Regions from separate parts of the Mus musculus genome. Here all the other regions are linked to region 3. The links are chromatin contacts, called in public promoter capture Hi-C maps. All regions are on one chromosome and are shown on one strand. Each heading gives the region's core, a stretch centred on a gene start, on an enhancer-like site or on the middle of the called end of the contact. The rest is flanking DNA. Distances are from core to core; before and after follow the strand shown. Region 1 holds the start of Tnfrsf13c (tumor necrosis factor receptor superfamily, member 13c). Region 2 holds the start of Arfgap3 (ADP-ribosylation factor GTPase activating protein 3). Region 3 holds the start of Cyp2d26 (cytochrome P450, family 2, subfamily d, polypeptide 26).

Region 1 (4,319 bases), core at 1,032-3,531, 570 kb after region 3:
ATGAATCCCACAGGCCTTTTGCTGTCCTGTCCCCACACACACACACACACACACACACACACACACACACGCACACACCCCACCCCACCCCCACCCCCGGCTTAGTCTGGCACCTGTCTCAATGGGACCCCTAGGAAATGCCTGACAGACAAATATTTGTGTCAAGTGACTAATTTTGCTTCTGTCCTTCCAGATGTCAAAACTCCCTCTCTGGCTGAGGTGAAGGGCTTTGTAATTGTGACTGGGAGTTCCAGCCCTCTTGCTTGATGCCCCGAGATGAGCCCTGTCTGCTGCAGGAGCTGGAGCAGCCAATGATCTTCATCCTGTAGGAAAGTAAGTCCTGCTTGCAGGCTGGCTTCTTTGGTGTGGTCCATGTGCATTATCCTAGCCCTGAATTCCTGTAAGCCTCAGTCTGCTCAGCTCCAGTGTCGGACACCAAAGCTAGGATGCCTGGCACATAAGCAAGGCTCCATGGCCCTAACAGTGATAAGTAACAGCGGCCCAGTAGTGATAGAGGTGGGTGAGGGCAGAAGGTTGCTGCAAAGTGTCTGGTCTTTACCTTCATGCCTCTGTCCTATGAGAAGGGCTGTCCCTGCCCTGGCTCCTCTCCATACCCTTTCCCTCCCCCCACATCCCCATACACCCACACTCACACCCACACCCACCCTCCCAGACCCACTTCTCCTTTGCAGCTACGCTGACGCCTACACCTTCCTGCTGTGGAGTTGCTGGTCCATAGGCAAGGGGGTGGACAGGCAATGGGCCAGAACCCCTAGAAGCCCATTTCTGTGGTGGTCCTCACTCAGCGTCTCCATCTCCTCTTAACAACTTTGATCCCCTCACTCCGTGGTCAGTCCTGCATCATCCCCAGAACTGGACTAAAGCACCAGCCTCCTTGCCTCTCCATCCAGTCTCCATCTGACATCCCACTAAAGCACAAGGCAGAGAGAGACACACACTCAAAACACAAGAGGTCTCCTCACCACCAGGCCTCCACTCCAGCTGGACCCCATCCATCTATCCCTAGCAACGCCGCTCTCACCTTTCTCTCAGCACTCCTCAAGCAGTGGCCACGTTGGTTGGTTTCCAGTATGTGTGGCCTGGAGGGCATGTTTCCCTGCCCCTTGCAGCTGCTAAAGATATCTCTAAGCCCCTAGCCCTGAGGGCTCAGAGGTCTATATGGCCCACCTTGAGGCCCACCAGGGAACTCCAGGCCCCAGCTCCTAGCTGGCAGCTCCCTCTGGCATTTCCCAGGCCATGACCCCTGGGGAGGGGGCTGCACATATCCCAAGACCCCCAGAGAGCTTGTTTGTGTGACTGTGACTGGGGCTGGGTCTGAGAGACGCTGATGAGAGAGACAAGTGGGAGAGAACATGGAGGTTTGGGGGGGGGGGGGCAGAGCCTGATACAACAGGCACAGATGTGAACAAGCTTATGATCTAAGAAAGGACCTGCAGGGACAGGGAGGTCCCTTGCTAATCCTCAGGTCTTCCCAGGGCTCTGCTTGCTGAAAGCTAGTGTGGCTCTCCAGCACCCTGCGACCAGAGTCCAAGTTTTCTGCTGGTCCAGCCTGCCCCACAGGTCTGAGCACAACTTAGCCTCCCCATTTAAGGCACCGGGCTTTTGCTCACGTTCTACCCTACACTGGCCACTAGTCTTTACCTCTCTACCAACACCATGTCATTTTCTCAATCGAACCTTCCTGTTATGGTTGGTGCTGACTGGCACTGGTGGACCTCAGGCCAGACCCCGTGCCTACCCACTCCCGTGGAGTCCAGGATGACTGGCAATCTGTCCCCATTACTCTCAAAGGGGACTCTGCCCAGGAGGTAGGGCAGGGCAGAGGGCATGGATATGGAAGATTAGAGAGGGCAGTGAGATTAGGAAGTCTTTTATTTATCGGTGTCCCTCCAGCACCCCTGTGGGCATTCCCATGGGCCACTCAAGATGATCTGATGTCTCAACCCTGGGAAGGGCAGAGCAGGAAGCAGGAGGGACTTGGAGGCAGATGGTTAGTGGAAACAATTGGTCTTGGTGAGGCACAGCAGCAGGGGGCTGGAAAAGGTAGGCGGCTACAGGGTCCCTCTGCTGTCCAAGAGCAGGCTCCAGTGTGACCCCCAGCGCAGATGATGCTCAGCTGTCTGTCGTCTGCGGTGACAGTTGAGTGGTTTAATGCAGGAACCACAGGTGAAAGAGGTCTGGGGTTCCAGGCGAGGTCGCAGCTCCACCCCAGTGGTCCCACCCCAGCAGGCAAGGGCGGGGCGGAGGATGCTGCGTCGCGGTTTCATTCTAGACTACAGGGCACACAGCCCAGACTCGGAACTGTCCCAGCTGCATGAGGCGGCGACATGGGCGCCAGGAGACTCCGGGTCCGAAGCCAGAGGAGCCGGGACAGCTCGGTGCCCACCCAGTGCAATCAGACCGAGTGCTTCGACCCTCTGGTGAGAAACTGCGTGTCCTGTGAGCTCTTCCACACGCCGGACACTGGACATAGTAAGCAAAGGCATGGGGATAGGCGCGACCTGCCTGAGGTATCCAGCCTACCAGCGCCGCATGCTCCTCTGCTGACCCTGGAGCCAATGGTCTCCCACATCCCTCACTGTTAGTCTCTCCCTCCCCCCTCCCCATCTCTCTTTCCCTCCTCCTCCCCCTCCCCCTCCCCCGTCCCTCTCCGTCTCCCCCTCCCCCATCCCTTTATCCCCCTCATCCCCACATCCCCTTATCCGCTCTGCCAACAGCAAGCAGCCTGGAGCCTGGGACAGCTCTGCAGCCTCAGGAGGGCTCCGCGCTGAGACCCGACGTGGCGCTGCTCGTCGGTGCCCCCGCACTCCTGGGACTGATACTGGCGCTGACCCTGGTGGGTCTAGTGAGTCTGGTGAGCTGGAGGTGGCGTCAACAGCTCAGGACGGCCTCCCCAGACACTTCAGAAGGAGTCCAGCAAGGTGAGAACTGCCGGGGCTAGGGGAGGTTGGGGGGGGGGTTGGGGGGGTTGGGGGGGGGACGACACAGGACTGAGGGAGACCTGGAGTTGACTCTGATGCTGTCATAAAGCAGGGAGGACAGTACAGCCCAAGCCTTAATCCAAGCAAGAAGACCCAGAGGCCAAAAAGAGATGTTTGGGACGGAGGTGTCTGCCCTGACATTTGGGAGCCCAAGGGCCTGATGCTAGGTTATGCCCTGTGGGCTGACCAGACACCCCTCTCCCTCACCTCATCTTATCAAGTCTCTGAACTCAGCACTTCCTGTGTTGAAGACCTGTCACGTGCTGTTCCCCGTCCTCCTCCTAGGGCCGTCCCAGAGGAGGCTTCTAGAACGGGCGTGGGGGGGGGGGGCTGTGATTCCGTCCTTCCTGCCTTATCTTACCTGCTCCCTCTCCCACCCCAGAGTCCCTGGAAAATGTCTTTGTACCCTCCTCAGAAACCCCTCATGCCTCAGCTCCTACCTGGCCTCCGCTCAAAGAAGATGCAGACAGCGCCCTGCCACGCCACAGCGTCCCGGTGCCCGCCACAGAACTGGGCTCCACCGAGCTGGTGACCACCAAGACAGCTGGCCCAGAGCAATAGCAGCAGTGGAGGCTGGAACCCAGGGATCTCTACTGGGCTTGTGGACTTCACCCAACAGCTTGGGAAAGAACTTGGCCCTTCAGTGACGGAGTCCTTTGCCTGGGGGGCGAACCCGGCAGAACCAGACACTACAGGCCACATGAGATTGCTTTTGTGTTAGCTCTTGACTTGAGAACGTTCCATTTCTGAGATGGTTTTTAAGCCTGTGTGCCTTCAGATGGTTGGATAGACTTGAGGGTTGCATATTTAATCTCTGTAGTGAGTCGGAGACTGGAAACTTAATCTCGTTCTAAAAATTTTGGATTACTGGGCTGGAGGTATGGCTCAGCAGTTCGGTTTGTGTGCTGTTCTAGCCGAGGACTCCAGTTGTTCAGCTTCCCGGAACTCAGATCTGGCAGCTTAAGACCACCTGTCACTCCAGCCCCTGGAACATCCTTGCCTCCAAAGGCACCAGCACTCATTTGCTCTAGAGCACACACACACACACACACACACACACACACACACACACACACATATGCATGCATGCACACTTAAAAATGTCAAAATTAGCGGCTGGAGAAATTCATGGTCAACAGCGCTTACTGTGATTCCAGAGGATGAGAGTTTGATTCCCAGAATGCACTGCGGGTGGCTCATTACTGAGCATAACTTTTGCTTCAGGGGACCTGATGCCTCTGGACTTCATGGGCATCTGTATTCACGTGCACATCCTACACACACACACACACACACACACAGACATACACACACACA
Region 2 (4,447 bases), core at 1,825-4,324, 560 kb before region 3:
TATTATTTGCCAACACACATCCAATTGTTGTACCACTATCCAGTGAGTCATCTTGGAGCCTTCAGAAAAAGAAACCAAACTGCCATGCTCAATCTTTACTCATTTCATTACATGCTTAACTGACTTCTTATGGTCAACTCCTATGGCAGGCCACCACCTCTCCAGTGTTCTGCCCACGGTGTAAAGCTATGGCCCAGTTTCCTACATTCAGCTTACTTGGTTACCTAGCAACCTCTTAAATAGGCTCAAGGGAAGCTATGCTTTTGGAGATTATCATTTTCTTTTTATTGCACCAGGAATGATGTTCCAGTGTTTTGAGGTTTTTGTTTTTTTTTTTTTAAGTTTAAAATTTGTGTGTGTGCGTGTGTGTGTGTGTGTGTGTGTGTGTGTGTGTGTGTGTGCGTGCATGCATGCATGCACATGTATTTGTGTACCAGTGAAAGTGTCTCAGGAGTCCAGAAAAGGGTGTTGGATCCCCTAAAGCTAGAGTCTTCTGGGGTGCTGTGAACTGAACTCCAGTCCTTTGTGAGAGCAATACCACTGAGTCATCTCTCTACTGCCAAAGCTGGGATTAGTCTTAATTGGATGAAATTTACCAACTGGAGCTTTCTGCTCATTTTTTAATAACATTTTTTTCTTTAAAAAAATTTTTTTATTTCATGTGCCTTGGTGTTTTGCCTGCATGTATGTATATGTCTGTGTGAGGGTGTTATATCCTCTGGTGCTGGACTTAGACAGTTGTGAGCTGCTGAGAGTTTAACCTGAGTCCTCTCTTCAGCCCTCTGTTCAGTTCTGGGAAGAATTCAACTGAAGGAAACAATTTCAGCAGAAGTTTACTGAGCAACGTAGTCAAAGCAAGCTCTCCAGACAGACTGAAGTGGGCTGTGCTGCTGTGGGTATAGGCACAATGGCTTCCATTGGAGTTTTTTAAGCATTTTATAAATATGTATGAGGTTTGTGGCATATGCATCAGATATGATCCTTTTTCCTTTTCAAGTCAAAGTGAATGTGAAAGTGCCTTTTAAGGCATTTTCCCCATGAAACTTGCAAAGCCGACAGATAAGGGTTGGAGGGTATCAGAGCTACAACCTAAACATTCAGTGAGGCTGGCCGAGTCACAGATGGAGACCCTTCAACAGCACCGTGTGTACAGCTGGCAAAGTGGCCTGGTGCTTTAGTTTCTGATCCTGATACTTCCTTGGATCCATCACATTTCAATCCCAGCCTAAACAGCAGACAGGGTGGGGGTCAGGGTTTCCTTAAAAAAAATTATCTAGGGTCTTATGTACTTCAGGCCTGCCTTAAATTCACTATGTAACCAAAGATGACCTTGAATTCCTGAGCCTCCTGCTTCTACTTCCCAAATCCAGAGATTAGAAAGGTTACATCACTATACCAGTATAGCTGTTTTCCTAACTCCTATGAACTATCCATATATATATATATATTTTTTTTTGAACGAAGATAGGAAGATCATTCAAATGGTGAGGGTTGTCTGCAGCAGCAACATGCTGTTCCTAAAGACTGCACATTTCCTAACCTTGGAAAAGGCCCAGCTCTGGGTTGATGAATACACAGCCTGAGGCATCTACCAGGCCTGAGATGGCAAACATGGCACTGGCGGGCCTTGCCTTTCCTCTTTTTTTCTCCTTGCTAAGAACCGTTAGATTACATTCCTAAAGCTAGCCACCAAGGTTTGTTACGCTATTTGTCCACTTCCTGAGGCTAACATACTAAGGTCCAGCTATCAAAATCCACCCCCTACCTTGGTTCACCTAATTAGCATGCCCCATAAAATAAACTTATCCTAAAGGGGTTTCTTCTTTTACCTTTATGAACTGCCATTTGCCAATACGCCAAGGCTGTCTCTTCTCTATCCAGAAGCAGTCCTTTGTCCCTCTGGAGCAAATAACCCGTCCCCCTCTCCCTCCTTTTCACTTCTTCCTCTTGCTCTATCTCCTGTCTTTGTCTCTTATTCCCTGCCCTTTTGTCACTCTGCTGAGAACTTTGTGTGTCTTGTGCCAGTTCCTGTCCTTGTACAGCCTATATGAGGTCCCAACTTGACACCAAGACCGTTTTCAGAACATCCCTGAAGCTGCAGTGCTGCTCTGGTCAACATATTTCATCTCCAACTCCTTCATACAGGTGAATGCTAGGAAGTGCCTACAGCAGCCCTGCTGGGAAGCAACCAGTTGAACTGGGACAGAAGCTGGGGCTTAGCACTTGATACCAAAACCTGTTTTTCTTCTATTATGCTCTACCTAAGGTCATGTTTGCCAGCTGCTCCACCCTGACCGCTGTAAAAGAGGCACCTGCTCCCAAGCTCAAACCTTCCAGCTACTAATATTATCCAAGGTTTAACTGGAGCCCCAAGCACTAAACACAGACTTGTTTCTGGTCTTTCTAGACTTCTCAGTTCTGACCCTGATAGAACTTGTTGCCTACAGGCAAGCACTCTCTCTCCGTGAACAGAACAGACTTTATAATTACAAGATTATCAAGCCAGTATGGCTTGGTGCAGACCTGTAATCTGAGCAGCAAGACGCTAAAACAGGAATATCTCCAGTTCAAGTCCAGCCTTGGACTACACAGTGTGCTCTAGGCCAGCCTGGGTTTCCCAGATGGGAGAGAGAAAAATGGGACAGCAGTTTCCTGTAGGTTATCACTCAGGGCTTGACTTTAGCTGAGAAAGAGTACAAACACACACTACTACTATGCAGGATCCATGAGGATGAGACCTGCTGGCTCTCCCATCCTGAGGGATAGGTGTGAGACTGGCCACGGGCCGGCAACGGTATGCTGGTGAGTCCGGTGGGTAAGCCCGATGCTCCCTGCGCAAAGCCTGGGGTTCCTATCCCACACTGCAGGACCCTAACTAACGCTGAGATCTGGGGAAGGTTTGCGGAGGGGTGGGAGTTGTCCGAGCGTCCGCGCATGCGCCTGCCGCGCCCGACTTCGAAATTGGAACCCGGAGAAACCAGTGGCGCCGAGGGACCTCACCGAGTGAAGGAGAACGGCGCGTGCGCCCGCTTGTGGGCGGAGCCTGGGCGCGGCAGGGGCGGGGCTTGTCGTCACGCGCAGCCCCGCCCCTCGGTCTCCGGGAGGCGGCAACCGCTACTCCTTGTCTCTTCCCGGTTGTCGGGGACTGCTTCACCTCAGTTCTCAGTGACTATGGGGGACCCCAGCAAGCAGGACATCCTGGCCATCTTCAAGCGCCTGCGCTCGGTGCCCACTAACAAGGTAACGGCCGCAGGCGGGCTTGGGACCCCGCGGCCCGCCGGACCCCGGTGTGGCCGCGGCCGTGGGAGGAGCCGCCCGGCCTGTGACACGTCGCACTGTGGGCCTGGCAGCCGCCGCTCCCCAACCTTCGTCAGCAAGGGGAGGAAAAGGGGGCGCCCACCAGGGGCTTAGCGCCTGGGGCACAGGGACATGGGCATCCGGAGGATGTCCAGGACTAAAAGGCAGAGAGCCTGGGGTCACAGGACTGGGGCATGGACATCTGGGATGTCTAGCATCCTAGGGCAGAGCGTCTGGGGTCACAGGGGGGGCTGGGACATGGACAGTTGGGGTGTCCGCCACCAGAGGCCAGAACACCTGGGGATAGACAGAAGACTGGGGCATGGACATCTGGAACAGGAGACCAGTGCATTTCATGGCAGAGAGAGGACTGGGGTATGGACCTCTAGGAGTGTCCAGGTTACCCAGACGCCAGACTACCTGGGGGCTTAGAGAGAAGGCTAGTTCATAGCATCTAGGGGTGTCTAGGGGTCTGGAGAACAGAGCACCTTGACCCAGAAGCACAGACATGGTAGGGTGGAGGAAACAGATGTTGGAAGTGTGTAGCTGGGCTCTGAGAAGGCTGGTGAGGCAGAGTTCACTCCTTCTGGCCTCTGTGAACAAAGGTAAAAATCCCAGCCACCTAGACCCAGGGGTCAGAACTCTAAGTGGTGCTAAGTTCTGGGAAAGAAGGGCTTCTCCCCCCACCATGGACCTTGTCTTGAGTGTTCTTCAGGGCTGGGGACCTGTTGGATTTTTGTCACCATTGTCCTTCGGTGGCAGCCTGTTTCCCAGTCCAGTAGAGCTAAGGTTCTCTTCCCTGGTTGCCAGCTCTCTGGGTTCCTGAGGAAGCTCACTAAAACTCACGTTCATCCCTCTGTAGGTTGAGGTCTGTCCCTACAATTTTTTTCTTCCCCTTATGTGACCCCCCCCACACACACACACACACAGACCCCACCCCCAACCACTGGGCCTCATAACTTTTAGCATGTGGCTGGCAGTGTTGTTTTGATACACAGGGTTAAGGTGTCTACTTCCTTAGGATGACGGAGTAGGGTGGAACCCGAGGAGTGCAAAGGGCTGTCGTGTCACTGTGGACTCTCCCCACCCCTCTCCAAGTTCCATCTGGTTGCCACCTTCACCTCTGAGGAACCATCTGTTAATGGGCACA
Region 3 (4,145 bases), core at 179-2,678:
CAGTTGCCTCCCATCTCCCACCCATGACCTGTGTTGGCTCCTGACTTACCGTACCATAACTCAGCTGGGCAGGGCCAAAAGGAATAGGCAGGAACATGCATCGAGACGGGTGTGGGTGTGGGTGTGGGGAGGGACCCTTTACCCCACCCAGCCCACAGACCTCTGGCACAAGGTCTGCTTTACCTATATCCATGTAGAAGACTGTCAGGGGAACAACTGACCCACCAAGAAACCAAGGGTGAAAAAGAGACAGAGGCCACCATGTGATAAGTACTTGGTCCAACCTACAGGCCTCTGGGACTCTCAACAACTGTTGACAGTTTCTCAGCTTTCTCAGATCTGACCTAAGATGCTTCCAGGTTCTGAGTCTGGCCTCTCCAATCAACCCAGTAAGTAACCTCAAAGCTGAACACAAGACTCCAGGAGCTGCAGCCCCCTTCTTCCCACTGCCTCTCATCACAAAAACCAGACAGTGGCACTTGCTGTCATAGCCGGGTGCTGTGTCTTGCAGTACCTGCAAGTTACTTGTGTCCTAACAATAATGTGCTCCTTGAGCCTCCAGGATGGTCTTACCCCCCATCCCCCCATGTTTGGCAGTATTCACAAATATCTCAAAAACACCGCCCATGTAACACGAGGAAGACATCTCTCCATCCCTCTTAAGATGATTGTTAGCACAGGGCTTGACCTAACAAAAAGCCAAGAGTGAATAAAATTAGATAGTGGTCCCCATGTGACAACTACATGGACATCTAGCTGGCCTCCCCAGAATTCTATTGACAGTTGGTGACAGCCTTTCAGCTTTCTCGGGTGAGAGCTAAGAAGTCCCCAGGTTTTGAATTTGGCCTTCCTTGAGAGTTGAATGACCTCCTACCTGTGCTCAAGGCTCCACAGGCTGGAGCCTCCTTCCTTACACTGCCTCTCCCTCACCCTCATCTGCTAGCCACATAAGCCACTTCAGTGGCCATTGCTGCATAGTGATAGTGCCCACTGATAGTGTCAGTCAGACCTCATATCCTACTAGCCAAGTGTTCCCTGAAGCCTCCAAAAGGCCTTGTTCCATTCTGAGACAATGTCTTCGGTCCCCTCGGATCTCTGGTCATGTGGCAAATTAGTCTATGACCGTTGCACCCTGAGGCAGGGTCCATGGCTACGTGCCCGCTGTGCTTACAGTGTCCAACCCAATATAACCACTATGCAATTCTCTGTGGAGCTATCAGTGCCACTCCCCTGGATAAGCACCACAGGAAAGAAGAAAGGGCAGGAACCTCTGATGTTGACTTTCCCTTGATTTTTCTGACACCCCCTTCCCCCATATAGGCTCTGTTTGAACATTAATTAACACAGCTACTTGGCTCAAGGCAGAGAACAAAGTGCAGCCTTCCCCTCCTCCCTCTTTATAAGGGACCAGGTTCCCAGTCCATCATAAGAGGATCTTTCCTGATTCTAAGTTTCTGGAACGAGTATTCCTTCAAAAGCCTGGAAGCAGTAGGGCAGCCATGGGGCTGCTGGTTGGAGATGACTTATGGGCTGTGGTCATATTCACAGCCATCTTCCTGCTTCTGGTGGACCTGGTGCACCGGCGCCAGCGCTGGACTGCCTGCTACCCACCAGGCCCTGTGCCATTCCCTGGGCTGGGAAACCTGCTGCAGGTGGACTTCGAGAACATACCATACAGCTTTTACAAGGTGAGAGAGGTGGTGGTGGAGGACAGAAGAAGTCAGAGTGACCCAGGCAGCACGTGGAGGTGTTGAAGCCACTGGAAAGACAGGAAGATGGCCCCCAAGAGAAAAAAAGAGTTGTTGGGAAAACAAAGTGGAGTGTGTGTGTGTGTGTGTGTGTGTGTGTGTGTGTGTGTGTAATAGTCTCTTCCTGTTGTGTGGTCTCAGGCCTCGCTGCCTATCTTAGGAACCTGAATTTTTTCTTGTATGGTGGAGTATGAAGGGACCCAAGGATCTTGTTCAGGCTGAGTCACAGCTGAATGATAATATTTGCTGTGAGGTCTTTGTTAAATTGAGAAGATATGGTTGCCAAGCAACAAGGTGCCCCAACCATAGGCTAGGGATGTAGGCCTGTGATAGAGCATTTGCCCAGCATATGTCAGGAACAAGGTTCAATAAGTTCTATATATGTGTATGTACAGACACAGACACAGACACAGACACAGACACAGACACAGACACAGACACAGACACAGACACAGACACACACACACACACACACACACACACACACACACACACACAGAGAGAGAGAGAGAGAGAGAGAGAGAGAGAGAGAGAGAGAGAGAGAGAGAAGCAGAGACTTGTATGAAGAGTATTGATCTTCCACTCTGCTGGAAACCTCTACTTCCTATGTGCTCTGTCCTATTTCAGCTTCAAAACCGCTATGGCAATGTGTTCAGCCTACAGATGGCCTGGAAGCCCGTGGTTGTGGTCAACGGACTGAAGGCAGTGCGGGAACTGCTGGTGACCTATGGAGAGGACACTTCTGACCGCCCCCTAATGCCCATCTATAATCACATAGGCTATGGGCACAAATCAAAAGGCAAAGCTCTATAGTGGGGGCAAGGCAGGGAGAGTAGGGCTTGAGAGGGGTGAGCAGAAGATAGACAGACCTAATGGAGATGATGTGGTCCGGCAAGGCAAGGGAAAAACACTGGGGTGGAGGGTGGAGCCTAAGGAATGCAAGGTGCCAATATGTGCTAGAAAAGTGCTGGGCACTGACTGCTAAGACTGACCACAGAGAAATGTTGGGAACAGAAGAGACCACATAGCTAGGTGCCCTCAGTTACACACAGATATGTCTGCAGGTGTGATCCTTGCACCTTACGGGCCCGAGTGGCGAGAGCAGCGGCGATTTTCTGTGTCTACCCTGCGTGACTTCGGCCTGGGCAAGAAATCACTGGAGCAGTGGGTGACAGAGGAGGCTGGCCACCTCTGCGATGCTTTCACCAAGGAGGCCGGTGGGTGATGTTAGAGATGGAGAGTGTGAGCAGGGACTGAAGAGCACTATCATGACTTGCTTGCATCTCCAATCCTAGAACATCCCTTCAATCCCAGCCCCCTCCTAAGTAAAGCTGTGAGCAACGTGATCGCCTCCCTCATTTATGCTCGTCGATTTGAGTATGAAGACCCTTTCTTCAACAGGATGCTCAAAACATTGAAGGAAAGCTTAGGAGAAGACACTGGCTTCGTCGGAGAGGTATGTGGCTCGGGGCAGTGGGCCTGGCCACTTCTATGCTATAAATTCTATCAGAGTAAGTATGAATTCAGGGTGGGTGGGCCTGGTGTGATGGCCAAGTGCAGGGAGAAAGGCTTGGGTGTTGACAAACCTCAGATAAGTGGAGGGGAGGAGCAGACCAAGGTTAATGGCTCTAGAAAGGGGGTGAGCCTGCAGGGAAACCACACAAGCCTGTTATATTTGAAGGGTAGAGTATTTCTTTTCTTCACCCTGAGCTACAGGAGAGCATGCAGGCTAGAACTGGGGAAGAAGCAGGTGATGGGTAGGGACAGATTCTGAGTCCATTGCGGAAGAGGCTGAGAACTGTGACTGGTCCAGGTAAACACTGAGCAGAAACAGCCCCCGGGGGCAAAAGAGCTAGATGGTCAGTGGGTAAATGAGCTTACCAAGCAAGCCTGGAGCCCTGAGCTGGATTCCTGAGTCCCATATAAGGGATAAAACTTACTCTATAAGTTGTTCTCTAATGACAAAACATGAGTCACTATATACAGGCAAGCACATGTGTGTACATGCATGTGCACACACACTGGCACACAAAATTATGAATTCTTAATTAGAAAGAAAAGCAACTGGACCTGTTTTGTTTCTTTCACAGGTGCTGAATGCCATCCCAATGCTACTACACATCCCTGGTTTGCCTGATAAAGCCTTCCCCAAGCTGAATTCATTCATAGCCTTAGTGAATAAGATGTTAATTGAGCACGACTCGACCTGGGATCCTGCACAGCCACCCCGAGATTTGACTGATGCCTTCCTGGCTGAGGTGGAGAAGGTGAATGGCAGCTCCAAGAAGTCTGGCCAGGGGCTGTGCACTGAGGTCCTGTGAGCTGTGATGCCAGATGGGTAGAGTCCTGTGCATCACCAAGTGACTCAGCCCCTGGGTTTCCGGGGAACAATGGGAG

The links. Promoter capture Hi-C pulls out the DNA fragments that hold promoters and counts their contacts. Capture Hi-C pulls out chosen DNA fragments and counts their contacts.
Region 1: a promoter capture Hi-C map of liver shows a contact between it and region 3, with 2.5 times the contacts expected there. The contact joins the promoter of Tnfrsf13c here to the promoter of Cyp2d26 in region 3. A contact is called at or near these places in 2 of 39 promoter capture datasets (both in liver).
Region 2: a contact with region 3 is called in a promoter capture Hi-C map of adipose tissue, with 2.6 times the contacts expected there. The contact joins the promoter of Arfgap3 here to the promoter of Cyp2d26 in region 3. A contact is called at or near these places in 3 of 39 promoter capture datasets (liver, maxillary cranial neural crest and neural stem cells), 1 of 115 datasets of contacts at active chromatin or transcription factors (intestinal villus epithelium) and 2 of 9 other capture datasets (adipose tissue and embryonic stem cells).

The regions. Positions count from the first base shown.
Region 1 is chr15:82,222,342-82,226,660 of GRCm38.p6, reverse strand. Tnfrsf13c (tumor necrosis factor receptor superfamily, member 13c) reads left to right here and starts at 2,281. Exons shown (of 3, transcript NM_028075.3): 1 at 2,281-2,493; 2 at 2,739-2,942; 3 at 3,385-4,319. The coding sequence starts at 2,349. The coding sequence ends at 3,563.
Region 2 is chr15:83,348,874-83,353,320 of GRCm38.p6, reverse strand. Arfgap3 (ADP-ribosylation factor GTPase activating protein 3) reads left to right here and starts at 3,074. Exons shown (of 16, transcript NM_001357756.1): 1 at 3,074-3,240. The coding sequence starts at 3,172.
Region 3 is chr15:82,791,528-82,795,672 of GRCm38.p6, reverse strand. Cyp2d26 (cytochrome P450, family 2, subfamily d, polypeptide 26) reads left to right here and starts at 1,428. Exons shown (of 9, transcript NM_029562.2): 1 at 1,428-1,688; 2 at 2,376-2,547; 3 at 2,813-2,965; 4 at 3,044-3,204; 5 at 3,839-4,015. The coding sequence starts at 1,500.